Regions from separate parts of the Zea mays genome. Here region 2 is linked to region 1. The links are chromatin contacts, called in public Hi-C maps. All regions are on one chromosome and are shown on one strand. The core of a region is the stretch at or near the end of the contact, and the rest is flanking DNA. Distances in the headings are between cores, read along the strand shown.

Evidence for each region. Hi-C and Micro-C count contacts between places; a contact is called where the count stands out from the background.
Region 2: a Hi-C map of tassel shows a contact between it and region 1, with 3 times the contacts expected there. The contact joins the promoter of LOC100192550 here to the promoter of LOC103629629 in region 1. A contact is called at or near these places in 8 of 25 Hi-C or Micro-C datasets (bundle sheath, ear, endosperm and 4 more).

Annotation. Positions count from the first base shown.
Region 1 is chr6:99,605,542-99,608,409 of Zm-B73-REFERENCE-NAM-5.0, reverse strand. LOC103629629 reads left to right here and starts at 1,380. Exons shown (of 5, transcript XM_020539316.3): 1 at 1,380-2,013; 2 at 2,582-2,868. The coding sequence starts at 1,974.
Region 2 is chr6:99,765,756-99,768,747 of Zm-B73-REFERENCE-NAM-5.0, reverse strand. LOC100192550 (40S ribosomal protein S14-like) reads left to right here and starts at 1,696. Exons shown (of 6, transcript NM_001137768.1): 1 at 1,696-1,748; 2 at 2,976-2,992. The coding sequence starts at 1,746.

The DNA of each region.
Region 1 (2,868 bases), core at 131-2,630:
TTTCGGCCTCTAGCGTAAGTACTCAACATGTATATCTTATCGTTATGAAATTTGTTTTATTATACTTAACATAGATTGCTTCATTTTTATTTCAGGTCACATGGCAGCCATACAACGCACCTGAGTTGGATGAGATGATCTTTAGTGAAGTATGCAGCAGTGAAGATGAACTCTATATGATGCAATGTCCTATGATCTGTTTCTGGTGTATTGAGTGGCACCTACCTCACAGGGTTCAGAGACAGTTTGGTAGGAACCAGATATGGCCGGTTGAAGATATTCCTACTTCTAAGGAGCTACACAAGTAAGTTTGCAATCTATAAATTCAATTATTCCAGTTTGCAATTTATAACATCAATCATTCGCAACTTTGTGTTCTTTATATGATATGATTTGTGTGTAGATTTGACTGGCGAAAGCAAAAGAAGATAACAGACTTCCGTCAACATCATCTGATATTTATGAATTAATGGGATTTGGGTGCTGAGAATGTATATTCCAACGATGAGTTACACAACAATAGTGACTACAGGCGGTACCAAGCTTGGTACCAGGGTGCGACTTTTTAAGATTCTCCAACCACTTCTTTGTCTTTCCCTGATATTTCTGTGCCAATCCACTGCTCAAAATCACATAGCGGTGGAGGAGTCTACAAAACATGCAATTATTAGTAGGTAAAAAAACATTCGCCACTCCGAGTCTTCAAATTGTTAACATATTACAAGACTATTCTCACCATTAAATTCATCTGACGTTGAACAATAGTTGGCTCAAATGCAAAGTTAGCACACATCCAATACCTCTGTCGATAGGTGTCATGATCCTCAGACTTATAAACCTTACAAGGATCACCACAAAAACACATAGACACTGGAACACCACTTGGCAAAGGCAGCGGGTCGAAGGCAATTCCGGTCAAAGGACCCTTCCTAAATTTCCATAAGCTCTATAACAATCACAAATATAATAGACTCATAAAATAAGAGGCGGATCCAACACTTACCTTTGTTTAGCAGATTTACCACGCCTAGATATCCTATAAATCAGGATGATATCTCTAGTTTCGAAGAATAGGAATGAACACACAAAATCAGTCGAACGTAGGGTTCTATTTATAGGCACGTACCTCGACGCCATAGATCTTGGCGCCGAGGTAGGCGTCATTGACCGGCGGCGCCTACCTCGGCGCCAAGATATATGGTGCCGAGGTATGTGCCACGTAGATTCTCCGGTATCCCTCCATCTGACGTATGCACGCCAATAATATTGCCACCGGCACACACAAGCTCGGCGCCAATGATGACGGCGTCGAGCTAGGGGTCCATTTTTAAAAAGAAACTGACAGGGACATAATTATGCAAAAAAAAAAACCAAAAAGGGCAAAAAAAAAAAAAATGGCCGCACCGACCCTCGAGAGTCCAGACGGCCGTATCGTTGGCGCTTGTCGTCTCCCTATCGCCCCGGCTCCTCGCCTCTCCGTGGCCGGCCGGTGCTGATCACTTCTCTGCTCACCGCTCGAATCTGGGCTGTCGCCGAGCCATTCTGATCACCGCTGCTGATCACTTCTCTGCTCAACGGAAAGGAGACAGATTCGTGGTTCGTCAGCGGACGCGGCGGCGACTTCATAGGGTGTTCTCGGCCGCTTCCGGCGCGCAAAGCGGACGCACGGCGTGCGCCCGCCCCCAGGGATGAACTGCTCCAGATTCTACAAAGGTTAGATCTACTGCTGCATCTTCCGAATCCGCGTGCGAATGCACCGCCGAGCTCGATAAGGCCCTGTGGCCGCGCCGGCGCTGTGCCTCGTACGCCTGGCCGCAGGGTCGTTGGTAGGCGCGTACAACCCCGCCGCTATTGCTCGCGGATGGCCCGGTGCGTGGCTCGCTGAGGCAGTGTGAGGCTGCCGAGGGGGCCGGTGGGGAAATCTTGGATCCTGGTCGTTCGGCGACGTGGCGGTATCTATAGAGCTCGGATTCATGGGCTCGTCATCCCAGCACGATTCCATTTCCGCATCAGGTAACTCGGCTCTTGTCAATAAATTAAATTTCCTAGCAAGTGGTTTCGTCATACTTGGATGATAGAATCATTTTGCGTGCTTTTCTCATCTTCTCATTCGCTATCACTACTAGTCTACTACAGTGTTTGTCATAGCAATGGGCGCCAATCTTGCTGTGGGGGTTAGTTTTCAGTAGGACTTAGGAGTCCTTCCTTGGCTTGCAATGAATGAATCGGGCACAGCATTTGAACAAAAGAAGCGATTTGTTACTGTTAGGACTATTTTGGGAACCTCAAATCCCCTTCAGGATTGGAGGAAATTGAGATAGAAATGAACTAATTTCCTCTCCAATCCCCTTCAATCCCGAAGAGGATTTGAGTTTCCAAACTAGCCCTTAATGGGCCATAGGCGGGGATATGCAGGTCGCGGACCAACTTGTAGTTGATGCCCTTAATCTTCCAAACTGAAGATATATGCTCTTCTGCCTAAGTTTTGTTCCTAGTACTCTAGATGAACAGATGCTCCACGCTCTTAGCGAATTGGTTTTTCTACACCAAATGCTGGACTTATGGTCTGCAATCTTAACAGGAAGTTCGGAGCGTGCTGATGGCAGCAGAAGCAGCATTAGCATGTGGACCAAAATTACGAGCACAGACTCGTGGAGATGGTGCCTAGGGTTGATTTACATCGTTGCTGTTGCCAGTATATGGATTGCTGCTAGCTACATCGTGCAGTCTGTTGTGGATGCCGGTGTCTCTCCGTTCTTGATCACCTATATATGCAATTCTCTGTTTGTTGTCTACATTCCCATAGTCGAGGCTGCCCGGTACTTTGAGGATTCTATTGGTGACTTGTGGACAAAGCTGAAATTCAAG
Region 2 (2,992 bases), core at 447-2,946, 160 kb before region 1:
GTCGCCCTGCCTAGAGCACAGACCGCCACGTCAACAGGAAACGTCATCATCATCCTACCCCGAATCGACTCGGGTCACGGAGAACAAGACCGGCGTCTCGTCCGGCCAGCTCCGCCAGAGGGGCAATGATGGCGCTCCACGAGCTCTATGACGACGGCGGCCCCCAGCTCTCTTACGGCAGCAGGACAACGTCAGCAGGGACTCGACCGCTCCAACAGCTGTCCCTCCATCAGGCTCCGTCGCACCTCCGATAGCCACGACATCACGCCAGCAGGATGCCCAGATCTCTCCGGCTGCCACATCGGCATGTACCTAGGGCACTAGCTCTCCCTCCGCTAGACACGTAGCACTCTGCTACATCCCCATTGTACACCTGGATCCTCTCCTTACAACTATAAAAGGAAGGACCAGGGCCTTCTCAGAGAAGGTTGGCCGCGCGGGACCGAGGACGGGACAGGCGCTCTCTTGGGGCCGCTCGCTTCCCTCACCCGCGTGGACGCTTGTAACCCCCCTACTGCAAGCGCACCTGACCTGGGCGCGGGACGAACACGAAGGCCGCGGGACTTCCACCTCTCTCACGCTCGGCTCCGGCCGCCTCGCCTCTCCCCCCTCCGCGCTCGCCCACGCGCTCGACCCATCTGGGCTGGGGCACGCAGCACACTCACTCGTCGGCTTAGGGACCCCCCTGTCTCGAAACGCCGACACTTATGCACCTGAGATAAATGATATCTAGACAAACTAGTTAGTCCATATGATTTGTGTTGGATGTCAAGCACCAAAATCGATTATAGTAAATGATTAGGTCAATTTCCCTTTCATTGCCCCCTCTTCCCACCTGAACTCAAAGATCATAAAAATGAGTCAGATTCACCAGCACCAAGCAACTCTACTGGCTACTTGCACTATTGGAGCTAGGGTTGGGCAAAAACCCCGAACCCGGAATACCCGAACCCGAACCCGAAATACCCGAAACCCGAATTTTGTTCGGGAATTTCGGGTAGCAACTTGCAAAACCCGAAATTATTTCGGGTAATTCGGGTATCACAATCGGGTACCCGAAATACCCGAATTACCCGAACTTTCATGTGTCATGTACTCATGTCATGCTTAATTATTAATTTGTACATCTATAATTATGTGTAAGTGTGCATAACTTGTGATTGTAGATTGCTTGTGTTTATATGTCCATGTATATCATTATTCAAACTATATTTTTATACTAATTTAATAGGGTGTATGTGTTTTTATGAAGCCAACACAATAGTTCGGATAGTTCGGGAATACCCGAACTCGAACCCGAAATTCCGGGTACCCGAATTTTCGGGTATTGAAAAACCCGTTGTAATTTCGAGTATCGATTATTAAAACCCGAAATTTTAAAAACTCGAATTACCCGACCCGAAAATTTCGGGTAACCCGAACTTCCACCCCTAGTTGGAGCGAGTCCATAAAGTGGACGACACTAAAATGAGCTGTATTTTGTCCAGACCATATAGCCTAAAAATTGTTTAATAGCACGGTCCTCGTGTAAGAGATGGGGCCCAGCCGCATTGACAGAAGAGAGAGAGAGGGCAAAAGAGGAAATTTCTTTGGGCTGGGTCTACTAAACCCTAATGGGCTGCGGCCTCGTATATAAACCAGCACCACTCATCCGTCGCCGCACGGAAGTTTCGGCGGCGCCGGCGTGCTCGTGATCTCAACCCAAGGCGTGCCTCCGCTCCGGTCACCCGTCGCTCCACGCAACCATGGTAAGCGAGCCTCTTCTCGTCTGCTTATTGCTCGCAAGCGGACGTAGGTGCAAGCACGGTAGCGGTGGATTCGGATCCGGCTGCAAGCACGGTAGCGCTGGATTCGATTGTTTTTGTTTAGAGATGGGTTAAGAGCGTAGGTTTGGCTGTTGACTAGGGCTACTGTTGTTTTGGCTGGTTGCCCGTGGTGGATTGTATCTGATAAATTGCAATTTGACATCTGTGCTTGGTTACATTTGTTGACTGCTACTCCTACTCCTGAGTTGAAGATTGAAGTGATGCTGTGGCAACATATTTTCTAATCTGATCACGATTTATGAGTTTTCTTGTTGAACCTTTTTTATCTGCCAAAATATTTGAGATGTGCTGTTAAATTGGTGAAGCATAGATATGATTAGAATCTACTATTACAAATTAAGAGTGAGAAATGCTGGTTATGTGGGCCTTTGCCCTTTGGCTTGGGTTGATTTGCACACGGAGCTGGAAAGTATATGTTTTGTTAGGATAACTGTTGGCTATATACATCGAGAGAATTTGATATTTGCCATTATAACAAAACACGTTCTGCTACCACCAGAAATAATTGGAATTTTGCCACATAAAACGTTGCCGGCATGTTATAATTACCACTGTGTCTATAAATTGTGTGTCCATATGTGTCTATGAAATGTGTGGGTCTGATGGCAATTTTACAAACGTGTTTCGTGGTGATGGCAAATATCAGATTCTCTATTTCATAGACACAGATGGACCCTACAATTGATAGACATAGATGGAGCCACAATTCTTAGACACATGGGTAATTATAACAAGGAGGCAACGTTTCAAGTGGCAAAATTTCAATTATTTCATATACATCGTGATGCAAGGCTTGTTTGAGGTCCTGAAATGGTTGGCTTGATCAGTGGACCGAGCTGGTTTGCTGCTGAATGTCATCTATCAGTTTTCATGCAGTACAATTTTTAGTAGCTTTTTATTAGAGCAAATCAACTATCAGTTTTCATGCAATGCAAGTTTTGTTTGAGGTCCTGAAGTGGTTAGCTTGATTAGTGGATCGTGCTCAATTACTATTACTATCCTTTTGAAGCTCTTAGGCTCTTACAGGGACAACATATCAATTCAGGCTTAATTGTACTGTGGAATAGTTTCTGGAGGTTGTTAGCACGACAACATAGCAATCCAGGCTAACTTGTCCCAGTGTCATCTTATAGTTGTATGTGTTTGCAGTCGAGGAGGAAGACCAG